Linked DNA regions of Rattus norvegicus: region 1 is linked to region 2. Evidence: chromatin contacts called from public Hi-C data. All regions are on one chromosome and are shown on one strand. The core of a region is the stretch at or near the end of the contact, and the rest is flanking DNA. Distances in the headings are between cores, read along the strand shown. Region 1 holds the start of Reps1 (RALBP1 associated Eps domain containing 1). Region 2 has its middle 12 kb from the start of Cited2.

Region 1 (6,254 bases), core at 3,330-5,829, 370 kb before region 2:
AATGTTGAAAAATACTGGATCAATCTAGGTCCTAATAGGTATGTAAAACACTGTCTGCTCCCTGCCCTCAATGAGGAAGTGACGGCCAACTTGTGAACAGAACCAACATTCACCATAAATAAAATACCTGTTCCTACTTGATGAAGGTTAGCAACATCCCAAAATGCCTGCAGTCACACTCCCCACTCCTCCTTACAACACCAGGCCCCATCCTGCCCCTGTTCTAATTGGAGTGGTGTCCAACAGGAATCCTTGCCACCATCTCTCCCATCCAAATTACGCCAAATCGGCCATGCTTAGCCAAGTTTGCCTTCAGGACAACTCCTGTAACTAGTCATTTCCTGTTCTCTGTCAGACTCCAGGTCAGGTCTCAGATCTCAACAACTCTGACGTCTTGAGCCAGACAGTTGTTCTACAGGCTGTCCCATGCACTCTGGGCTATTAAACAGTATATCTGGCCTCTACCCACTACATGCCAGCAAAACCATTCCCTCCCCATTTTATTACAACCCAAAATATCTTTAGACATTGACAACTGGCCTGAGAGTATAAAACCACTCCCCATATACTGTTCTCTCTCACCCTGTTTTTTGCTGTTCTTAAATATTTTATTATTTAAAAAATAATTAATGGGCAGCTGTGAGGCATAGTCATAACTGGTCTTGGGAGTCTCTCCGCCTCCATTCTGCAGGTCCTGAGGATCAAACGCAGGGCACTGCAGCGGCTTAACTGCGGATGCCCTTACCATGGAATCCTGTCACCAGCCCTACGACCCCATGCTTTGTGTGTTACTGCCCAGTTCCTCACCATTTCCTATCTTTGATATAAAATTAGCCCCAAGATAACAACCTCTGTTCTAGCACTGACAAAAGCTTCCTAGAGTACTTTCTATATGAACCCTTTCTTTCAAATACCCTTCACAGTTAGTTCAAAGCTGCCCGTCCAGTCGTGGTCATCTGGATTCAATTAGGAGTTGCCCCACAAGGCATTTCACACAGTAACAACTAAGGACCCCAGCTGCTCTTCAGAAAGACACTACCCTTATTTTCCATTCCAGTGCTGTCACTCTGGTTTGGGCACCCATTACCCAGCACCCATGCCAGACCTTTGTAAGAGCCTCCTTCCCTATCCTTTACTCTCTCTACCACTCAAAGCCAAAAATTTCCAATGCTTCTGCACTGCCTACTGAAATATGTATGAAATCTCCTGCCTGCAGTCTTTAGTAATAGGAACTCTTCCTAACTCTGTTTCATTATTTCCAAACATATTTCAGCTTAGGTAAAACCTTATCATCTACTAGTCCTTGAAAAGGCTTGGAGGAGGTCCACTTTGGTCATATTTCTCCCCTGCCTAGAAGCCCAACTTTCTTCCCCATCCCAACTTAGAAAGAAGTCCATCTGAATCTGTCCTGTTTTTATTTCCTTTGTGCTTGTGAACCCAATGTGCTTCCTCCAGGTACCCTTTTCTTTACACCTGAATGGTCCTGTAATTTACAAAGCCCTCAGAGCACCTTGTGCTTCTGTTAATTTCCCCCAATATCTAGCTTGAGAAAGGGAACAGAACTGTATGTTATGTTTGAGTTACCCCAAATGCTTCTCACTGAAAGCCATGGACTGCTGTTTTCAGAAAACCTCAAACTCCCATAAGAGAAACTAAATCCGCATCCCCCTTCTGTCTCACATTTCCATGTCTTAGGCCAAATTTTAAGTAAACTGCCTTCGAGATTGCAGACTGCTATGCAGTACAGGTTGGCAGTCCTTTATCAGCGATGCTTGAAAACGAAGTGTTTTGAGTTTCAACTCTCCCCTCCAGATTTCGGAATGTTTGTGTATGCACAATGAGATACCTTGGGGGTGGGATCCAAGTTTAAAGAGATCTCTTTATGTCTCATATACACGGTGGTCCCACAGTTTGAGAGTAAATTAAAAAAAAACGATAATTATGAATACAAGAAAGTTTCATGATGTGGAATTTTCCACTTGTGCTATTTTGGCCCACAAAGTTTTAAGTTTAGGAGTATTACAGATGCCCTGATCAGGGACACTCAACCTGAACATAGTACTGTGAAAGTCTGGCTCCAGAGATTCCTACGGTTCCCAATGTGCGATTGAATCCCAAATATTTAAGCTACTTAAGCTCTCCACGCACAAAACAATAGAAAGTTATTTTCAAATACCCATACGATTGAGTAAAATATGAAAATAAGTTGGATCTATTGAACATACCTCAGCTGGAGGCTAATCAATGCTAACTTCTATGCCCTGAACGACAATATATTTAAACAACCTAAAAGTCTTGTACACCATGAGAACGACAAAAAGTCATTCTGTCAACTCTGAGCCCCAAAGACATAAGCTAAGATAGAATATGGGAGGCTTCTCCTTGATTTTAAGTCCTTTATATGTCTTATTTCCATAATAAATGGGCATGTTTTGACCAGAACCTGTAGGTTTTGTACCAAATCCATTAAGACACTAGCTCTACAGGACCACCAGCAAACTACAGGCAGTTGTGTGAACCTAAGCTAAAACTGGTTTCAGCATTGTAAGAGAGCCATAAAAAACAAAAACAGTGAATCCTCGCAGAATGTTAATAGCGGCAAAAGCCTAAAATAGTCACTATGTTGCCCTTTTCAGCAGCACAGATCTAGACTTACTTATCCTAAAACACTTACCTTTCCCCACCACACCCCAGGCTTAAAAAAAAAAAAAAAAGACAACATAAAACAGAGAGAAAGAACTCATTCCCTAAACCACAGTAGGCACTAGGGTATCGTCTATATCCGAAGTATTTGTAGAAATTTTTATATCTATTAGAGTTTTTGTTCTAAGCAAACTGACTTTCACTCTAAAATGGGCCTACAAGAACTCAAGGCTGGGGAGACGGGAGTGCTGGCCCAGAGTCACATTCTATTTGATAGGAGACCACAGTAAAAGCCCGGAGAGACTCCTAGCCCAGCCCACACCTGTAATCCCAGCACTTGAGCAGTTGAGGGAGCAAAAGGACCCTGAAGTTCAGGGCAAGTCTGGGATATAAAGCAAGAAACCGTCTCAAAACAAAGTAAAACAAAACCTCTGCCCCAATATTCTGCTTCCCCTACATTTTATCCACTTCCATCTCCATGTGTTTGGAGATTCGGATAACTGATTTGGGATCAATATTAGGATGAAAACTTAAAACGGTTCCTTCCTCCCATGCCGTTTAAAAAGGCTCTTACTAGCAGCTATGAATCATGAGGCAGTAGCGTTAATGCTCATCACAAATATTAGCACTTCTACGAAGTCTCCTGTAAAAACAGACGACAAAGAAGGTTTACACTAACCGTGCTTGCTGCTACAGGGCAGAGCTACAGACCGAGGAGAATATCCACCTTCTGATTCCAGCTGTTCCAGTAGATCCCAAACCCAATGAACCAGCTCCACCAACTACACTCGGAAAGCCCACTAGAAGATACTGTCCACGGTACATCGGCCACCCATCCTACGAACAAGTTCTTTTCACATCTATCTACACGCCAAGTACTAGCCAGAAGTTCAAATTTTCTTAGTCGCAACCCCCCCCCCAAAAAAACACAGCTTCCTAAAAGAAAAAAGAAAAAACCCAAAAAAACCAACCTGCTTCTTGGATACCTTAACAAAACTCACTTCATCGAGTCTGCTCGGCTCACTCCAATTCATATGGCATTTTGCCTGCCTATACTCGTAACTTTCCTATTGTGCGGGAGCCGAAGAGCTTCTGTGAATGTGGAACACACACAGCAGAAGCTAGGATCCGCACACAAGCCGAGAGCCTCCCGGGGAAGTTGCTCTTCCCGTGCACAGGCTGGCCGAGGGATGCAGGCTGAGGCTCCGCAGACCCCCGCCCCCACCCCGGCAAGCGACCCCTCCCCCTCCGGGAGTCCCCGCGCACCCGCACCTGCGGCCTCTGCCCGCCGCACGGGAGCCCCCCGGGTGGAACCTGCCCTCCTGGAAACGTCGCCCACTCCCGCTCCCGCTGCCCGAGGCCCGCGCGGCCGGGGACGCGGCGGTACCTGGAGGACCACGTCGTTGGGCAGCTGCGCGGCCCGGAACAGCTCGAGCACTCGCCCGTTGACCACCACCTTCTTGGTGCTCTCGATGTCGCAGTAGGAGAAGAGATCCGAGTAGTATTTCTGCTCGGCGTCGCTCAGCGTCAAGCCTTCCATCTTCGCCTCGGCCCCGCGGCCGCCCCGCCCCGCATGCACCACCCGGGCGCCGGCCCCGCGACCCGGGGCGGCCGGCGGGGGACTGCGTGCAGCACGGCCTCCCCGCGGGGCCGCGAGCTCGTGTGGCCCGGGGCAGCCGGCGGCGGCGGCGCGCGGCCGCAAAGCTCGGCGTGGGGAAGGAGGCGGCGGCTCGGGGCTCGGCCGCGTCCCTCGGGCTTCCCGCCTCGGCTTCCCCTTCCGCCCACGCACCCCCCTCCGAGAAGTTGTGGGGCTTCGGAAGTCTAAAGTTTCGGGGGCTCGGGGCTGCGCGTGGCCGCCGCTCCGCCTCCTTCAGCCGCCATTGACTGCGCCCCGGCCCGGCACTGACAGCGGCGGCCGCGCTCCAGACCCGGATGTGAGGCCGGGAGGAGAGAGCGCGAGAGGGAGAGGGAGAGAGAGGGAGAGAGAGAGAGAGAGAGAGAGAGAGAGAAACACCCACCGGGCTGGCTTGGCCGCTCCCGGGAGAGCGGGCCGCAGCGCCCCCTGCTGGCCGGAGCCCCGCGGCGCGACCAGTGGCCCTGGGCGCCCTCCGCCAGGACCCTAGGCGAGGGGCACCTGAGGACCAGTCCGCCAGCGATCGGATGCGGAGGGTTCAGGTCGGGCTGCGGGCTCGAGTGTGGCAGCTTCTGGCATGCAGCAGTTCCTACCCGTTTGCACTTACCGAGGAGGAGTGCATCATTTTACACTGTCCACTGGAGCTGGGAAGCTTGCTCAGGTGTGGACGCTTAAACCGAGGCTGAATTCCCACTCCTAAGCCCGGTCTTCTATAAAACCCAAGTTTGCAAAATGGAAAGAAAAAAATAAACGGTCAGAGGTTTTTTTGTTTTTGTCACCGGAAACCGAATATTGTCGATTTATGCCATCCACTCTATAAACCTATGTAGGCCTTCAGCCAACTCCAGGGCCTCCTGTGGCTCATGATCCTTTCCTCCGTGGGGGGAAAAATGCGCTGTCTTAATCTGCACCTGTCTCAGGAGTTCATACACCCTTAATGAGTCTTTAATCTTTTTTAAACTATTTCTTTTCTGAAACCCTATGAAGTCAGGCTGGACTTGAACTCTTGATCCCTCTGCCTTTGCTTTCCTGGTGATGGGATACTATCACCAGCCAGCCAGCTATCTTGTCAGCATTAAATACGAAGTATTTCAGATATGGGAGCCAAGGGAGATTACACAGAAGACTCGTCAAGTTTGGTTACATCTAGCCCATTAAGAGGACATCATTATGAGACTGAGCCGACATAGAGGGCTGGGTTTGTAGCTCATTTCTTAGAGCGCTTGCGTGCACAAGACCCTGGATTCTATTCCCAGTACCCCCTATACCACGCGTGGTGGTGCTTACCTGTAATCCCAGCATTTGGAAGGTAGAGGACAGGAGGATCAGAGTTCAAGGTCATGTTCAGCTGCATAGAACACTGAAGGCCAACTTAGACCATGTGGGAGAAATCCTATCTCAAACAGCCCAGGAAACAGAAGGGAGGACTCTGGCACCAAAAGCACCACTCTGCCGTGCTTTGTTCGAAGGCTGAGTCTAAATGAGCAGGGAAGCCCTTCATCTAAGTCTTTAGAGATGCCACTTTGTGTCGACATTTTCAGATTACTCTACTTCATATAACTCATTTTCACAATTTCAGATTTTGTGTGTGTATGTGTGTGTATGTGTGTCAGTGTGTCAGTATGTGTGTATGTGTGTTCAGTGTGTGTATGTGTATGTGTGTGCATGTGTGTATGTGTCAGTGTGTATATGTGTGAGTGTGTATGTGTGTGAATGTGTGTGTATGTGTATGTGTGTGAATGTGTGTGTATGTGTGTGAGTGTGTATGTGTGTATGTGTGTGAGTGTGTATGTGTGTGTATGTGTGTGAGTGTGTATGTGTGTATGTGTGTGAGTGTGTATGTGTGTATGTGTGTGAGTGTGTATGTGTGTGAATGTGTGTGTCAGTGTGTGTACGTGTGTATGCCTGTGTGTATGTGTGTGTATGTGTGTGCATGTGTATGTGTGTATGTCAGTGTGTTTGTGTGTCAGTGTGTGTA
Region 2 (6,062 bases), core at 2,124-4,623:
GTTGTCAGGGGAGTAGCATTGCTTTGGAGTAAGGTCTGTGGACTACTTGAACGTAACCGCAGAAGTCCTCAGCCCTCACCACAAGAGGCCCTGGAGCCAGGGTACTCTTGAAGAGTCGTCTGTGTCCCACCGAGTCTTGTGAGACCTAGGCATTTAACTAAACAACGGTCAGTCACGGGGAAGGAGGGGGAAGGGTGTGACCCCCCACAAAACAATGAGGAAATTATGAAGCAAGCTATCTTTTGAGGGCCGTCTGTCCTTCTGCCGAAATGATCCGAGGGAAATGCTTCAGTCCTGAAGGGAGACCACGGCTGTCCTTCACAGAAGCTATTACCCATCCAGGTATTGATATTAGGTGTCTTCCCTTCTGCCTGCAGAAGGAAAAGTGAATTGCAGTGTTGAGGCATCGTGCGGTTCATTTAATTTACTGGAATGATAAGGCGTAGCTCACTTAAACTACATGTTGAACACAGAAGTTCTCTAAATACATATTTTAGTGAAAAATTAGGAACAAACAAGCCGCAGCCGAGATGCAGTTTGTGCCTGTAAGGTCCGTTCATCCCATAGTGCACCAGCCATGAGTCAAACAGTGCCAGCGGAGTCCAACCTTTGAGGGAATGAGTTGATGGAGTGCTCTTACAGGCGCACAAACGGCTCAAAGGGTGCTGGGTCAGCCGAACGCTCATTCCAGCGTGAACGACTCTGGCAAGCTGCCTTCCTGGAGCTCCCTGTAGGAGCTGCCCGATAGTCCGAGTCCTTTCTCCCCAGCTCTTGATTCTGCCCACACAACTCAGGGTCCAAACGGCAATATTGTCGATTTCAGGAGATTTCTCTCACTCGAGTTTGGGGTACTTCCCAAGTCTTGGTTAGACTCGGTTCCTTCCTGAGTCCTGATGAACCTTTTCCCTCCAAAGAGGGGCTATTTCAATTTTGAGAAAATAATGGCATAGCAATGACCGAATCAAATGGTTTTGTTTCACCTCTTAAAACTCCACTGAATTAGCTCAGAAGCGGGAGCTGGTATCGTCTCAGATTACCACTTCACGGAGGGTGAAGTTGGAACTGGACTTCGAGAATTCAGAAGGTATCCAGAGATTTTGTTGTTGTTGTTGTTTTTGTTTGTTTGTTTGTGTCTCTTCTGTCTTCCCATCATCTTTAGTTTCAGATTAGTTTATTGCTAATCTGCTCTCAGGTTGAATGCGTAAAGAGACAGGTGCTTCTAGCATGATGTACTACCAACAGACCAATCACCACAGCTAGCAGAAGAAGTCATGCTGATCACCTTAGTTGGGCCCATCGCCACAGCTAGGGAGGAAGAAGGGCCAGGGACACTTATGAGGGTTCCCAGATATGATTATGAGAATCTTCACACACGGATGCATAACTACGGTAGAGAAAGAGTGTTTAATGGCAGAGCGGCCAGTCAATGTCTAGTCAGAAAGGTGACCATGTCTTAGGTGTTTCTTATTTCTCCTATTGCGATATTGTCTGACTGACTTAATAATCTATTTTTACTTTGGTGTATTTACCAATGTGTTTTACCAAGGAAATAGAACGTATAGCCACTGGCAATTTGCTCCTAAAGACTAGATATAAATGCTGGATTCTGTTCACGTTGCCCTGAGATTAGTCGCCTGCCAATGCATACATGATTTCCTTAGTCCAGTGAAATTATTTATTAATCATCTTAACAAGGGACTTTTTGAAGGGTTTAAAATGAAGACATAATGACCATATTCTTCTTTTTAAGAGGATATTTATTTATATCTACGAATGTCATTTTATAGAAAGACACTTTAACTTTTTTAAAATAGACCGACATTAAGTGATTTATAACATAATTCGGTTAGCTATAAATCTCCCTCATGTGAAGACACTTTGAAAATATAAAACGTACTTTAAGCATAACTCTTATTCAGTTCTGGGCTTCTTAAAAAGAGAAAGCTATGCTTGAAACCAAACTTTCAGGAAGGGGTTGTCCACCGTTGACTGCCCTGTTAGAGGTACGTTATGCTAACCCTGCCCCAGAAATGGGCGTAGGACCTGATACATAGAGGGAGGGTTGTGTTTGTAAAAGCTCTTCTCTGGGACAGATCATGGAAGTTTGGCTAACTGTACCTGCTACTAGATGAAGGTCGGGGTCAATGCTAAGGAGAGCCTGGTAGAGAGCTGATTAAAAACACGGACGTTCGTGACAACATCATTAAGTTAGGAATTAGTCGAATGATGACTGCCCTCTCATTGACTAAGAATAGATAATAGAGTGGGCATAAGTAGAATAGAGTAGAGAATAGAAATGTAAATTATAGCTAAAAATTTCCAACACCGGGGTGGGGTTACAAAGTCGAAGAAGTTCTACATAACCTGTACGGTATTTTTAATTCAAGTAGTGTTGTGAAAGAGGGAATTTTGGGAGGAGCCTTCTCAAAGAAAACCCTTGTTGAAGGGTTCCGAAACTACAGGGATGAGAATGAGCCATGCCTATTGGGCAGAGGAAAGAGTGACTAATAAAAGCAGAGTTCTAGACCAGGGCTCCAAGGTCACCCATATTAGTGAAGAAAGTGGTACGGGTGCCTCACAAGAGCTGTGGTTCTGATGGGGACGAAACAGATGGAGTATTGTGAAAGACAGATGCGTCTTCCCCGTCTCCCTTCTCTCCCGGGTTTAGAGTAGTGTGACCCCTTAGATACCAACTGTCTGTTGATGTCAGCTAACTAACTCCTCTACTCTTCAGCTAGCATCTGTGGTCCCAACTCAACTGTAGTTTCTATAGATTGTTCTCTTTCCTACGATTTTCTTGGTCTGTCACATACTAGCTTTCATTCTGAGAGGCACCGAGCCTTGGTGTCGCCTGCCCGCTCTCTCTCATCACCGTGGTATAAGCATGGCTAACCAGATCCATTTCATTGGTCTGAGCTACGGAACCAAATTTTTCTCTTCCATTCTCACCTTCTGAGTAGGTGGTCGGTATCTGGTCAGACCACACGTAGGCAAGGAATAAGGAATTTCCGAACAAAGACAGCAGGAATTAAAGACAGAGAGAATTAAAATACAGTACAGGGAAAATCATTGACTCCTTCTAATAAGTGAATTTAATAATAAATAATGGCTAAGCATCCACCGTGTGTTAGCATTTTTCCAGGCTGATGTGCAATGAACAAAACCAAAGAGGCCTGTTCACAGAGAGATTGGATTTTGAATTAAGGCCAGCTACCAAAAACCCATTCCGATAAGAAAATCCATTTTAAGAGAAATGGCAAAGTTGCTCCTGGTATTTACCAACTGATTCCACAAGCTTTGGTTTTGCCATGCTCGCTGTGATCTGTGGGTCATAAGTGGGGAGGCTCACACTCCTCTCTGCTCCATAATGTCTAACCTCAGCGTTGGAGGGTAATTCCGTCACTGAGATGGGAAGCACCGGCAGCCATGTTGGTTGACACAGGTCATCTACTGGGAACGTCTGTGGGAATGGGTGGCAGGAACAACTCCATGTGACCTGGCTTACTCACAGCGTGTCAGCCTCAAGGTGGTGAGACTCAGGGCTCCAAAGGGGTGTGCCCTGAGAGGAGTGGGAGGGAACTGTGTGGTCTTTTTCTGAATGAGCCTCGCAAGGTCAGTGGTAGAAAACGCAGAGAGTGAAACCCCAGGTCTGTGGAAGCCGTACCACGCCACCATCTGAGGAGAAGAATGTCAAATGATTTGTCAACACCGGAAAAACAAAACGACAAGTGTCATGAGGAAAACAGGAGTAAGGTTGAAGAGTTCCACGGGGGAAGAAGGTAGCATCCAGGATCCATTCACCGGTGAGGCAAAGTCTGAGTCTTGAGTCTTGGGGAGGAGCAATCACAGAGAGTCAACAGATGGAGATAATTTAACTCCCAGAGATGCCAATTAGCATGGTGAGGGCTGCTAATGGCGAAGAGGAGTTTGAATGCAGTCTTAGATTCTGCTTAAAGGTATATGAGAAACGTGTGTGTGGCGGGGTGTGTGTGTGTGTGTGTGTGTGTGTGCGTGCGTGTGTGTGTGTGTGTGTGTGTGTGTGTGTGTGTGTGTAGCCAGCGGTATGCAGATTTGGGATGAGGATGCTTGGGTGGGTTGGAGACCAGCATTGCATATCTGGGCTGTAAAAACCCCAGTGTCTTGATGCTGCCTGAACCTCCAGTAATAGAAGAATTGGCTGATGGTGAAACAGGAATGAAAACCCTTATCTAAGACTGAACAATGGAGCAAAGCTGACCTCAGAGCTGGCTGGCTTGTGGATGGGAGAAGAAACAGGTAAGGGGAGGCACAAAAGCCTTCCAATACTTACAAAGTCCTACCTCTGTTCCTTCAGTCTCTCTTTTAAGGTACAAATGTTCTTAGCGGGGCATCAAATCGAGCCATTGGCTCTTGAGCGAAAGGAAGACAGGAGGAGGGGACTTGAAAAAGGAAAAAGACCCTTAGGAAAAGGACACCTTTTGTGAATTCTAATTTTGGTGGACTGTAGCGAAAGAGTGTGTGCAGGCATCCTTGACTTGGTCCTGCCTTGAAGTTTACTGTAGGTCGTACAGAACCTGTTATGGTTCAGTAAAAGCAAATGCGGTGGAGATTAGTTGCTGAAGCAAGTGTCAATCTAGTCTTGGTAGCCACTCAGAAGGAAGTGCGAATAAAATTGATAGGACCTTAGCGCCACCTGGTGGCCAGTATGTGAAATGCGTCCTTGTACTAGAACCCTCACTTCTGTGTGCAAAATAGTCATTTCCTGGGTAGTTACCCGCACGATTACCCACAGTTCCTTTTGTGCAACTAGTTTTAACATATCAATCTGTCATCTATCCAAGTAACTGAGGATAGATGGAGGCCTATGGTGGTGGGAAGTTAGATAAGGAAAACTAGACGAACAGGCAGACTGTTGGCCCTTTCCTGCTTAAAGCTCACAGTTGTCAATTTTGCTTCGTCCAAGTTAGCATCAAATCATAGGATTCTCTCTCTGAGGGATTAAATAACAATAACAGTGATGGTGATGAAAATCGTGCATCAGGAGGAGTAGTTTGAAGAAATCAGAGTCCTAATATCGATTGAATGCTTTCTACTCCTAAGTCCCGAGTGACCAAATTAATATATAAGGGAGTGAGGCAGAACTTGAAATGAAGAGTTGGTTAGAAATTTTAGCACACGTAATTGGAACCACTGTACCGGCAATGGATGTCTTGTAGTCGCCTGAAGCATTAAAAGTGTCGTGCACAAGAAATATTTCATGGCTGGTAAGGTTCGGATACTTGTTTGAAGGCCAGTAAATCTCAGCATACAACAACAGCGTAATGTTATTACGACAATGTAGGGGATGTTTACAGAGACGGCTTCAACTCTCGGAGCGCCCGCCCAGCTGGATCCAGTCTGTGGCTCACCGCCAGGCTCCCGCTTACCTCAGAAACGGAAAAGTAAGGAGATGCCGTAATAGGATTTGACGCAGCTCCTCGCGTAGCCCGTCTTTCCACAGAAAGAAAAGCGATAGGGATGGGGCCGATGTTTCTTTCATGAGAATTTGAATACAAGTTATATTAATTAAACATCTTCATTTCGCTGATGGAGAAACTTGAGGCAGCGGTGATTAAATTACACGGCTATTTAGTTGCAGAGTAAGACCCATGTTTTTTAATCCCAGTCTACTGTTCATTTCGGTAAGAAAGCCGGTAGGCTCACCCTTAGGGCAGACAAGTCTGGATATGTCCAGGAAGATCATTTAAGTATACACAGACTGACTGTTATACCTCCTGTATTTATTTTCTCGAGACAAGGCTTCTCTCTGTAGCCCTGGCTGTCCTGGGCCTACCTCTGTAGACCAGGCTGGCCTCAAGTTCACAGAGATCTGCCTGCCTCTACTTCCAAGAGATGATATTAAATGTGTGGCCATTTCCTGTGTCTTAAGAGGTTCATTTTCTTACACATTTTGACATTCAAATATCATTCTGAAACTTATAATCAGAACTCGTGTATAATTGTAATCAGCCACTGGGGCAAATTACAAAGTGGTCTTTTTTTTTTTTTTTTTTTTTTCAACCTGGGAGAACTTAACCACAGAT

The links. Hi-C and Micro-C count contacts between places; a contact is called where the count stands out from the background.
Region 1: a Hi-C map of mammary epithelial cells shows a contact between it and region 2, with 3 times the contacts expected there. The contact joins the promoter of Reps1 here to the enhancer-like site in region 2. A contact is called at or near these places in 2 of 12 Hi-C or Micro-C datasets (Schwann cells and mammary epithelial cells).

Annotation. Positions count from the first base shown.
Region 1 is chr1:14,515,914-14,522,167 of GRCr8, reverse strand. Reps1 (RALBP1 associated Eps domain containing 1) reads right to left here and starts at 4,579. Exons shown (of 20, transcript NM_001415798.1): 1 at 4,031-4,579. The coding sequence starts at 4,183.
Region 2 is chr1:14,141,147-14,147,208 of GRCr8, reverse strand. No RefSeq gene overlaps it. Among named protein-coding and RNA genes, the nearest start is that of Cited2, 12 kb to the right of the region's middle. Within about 2 kb of position 3,373, at least 14 of the 93 cell types and tissues checked have an H3K27ac peak or open chromatin away from gene starts, as enhancers often do.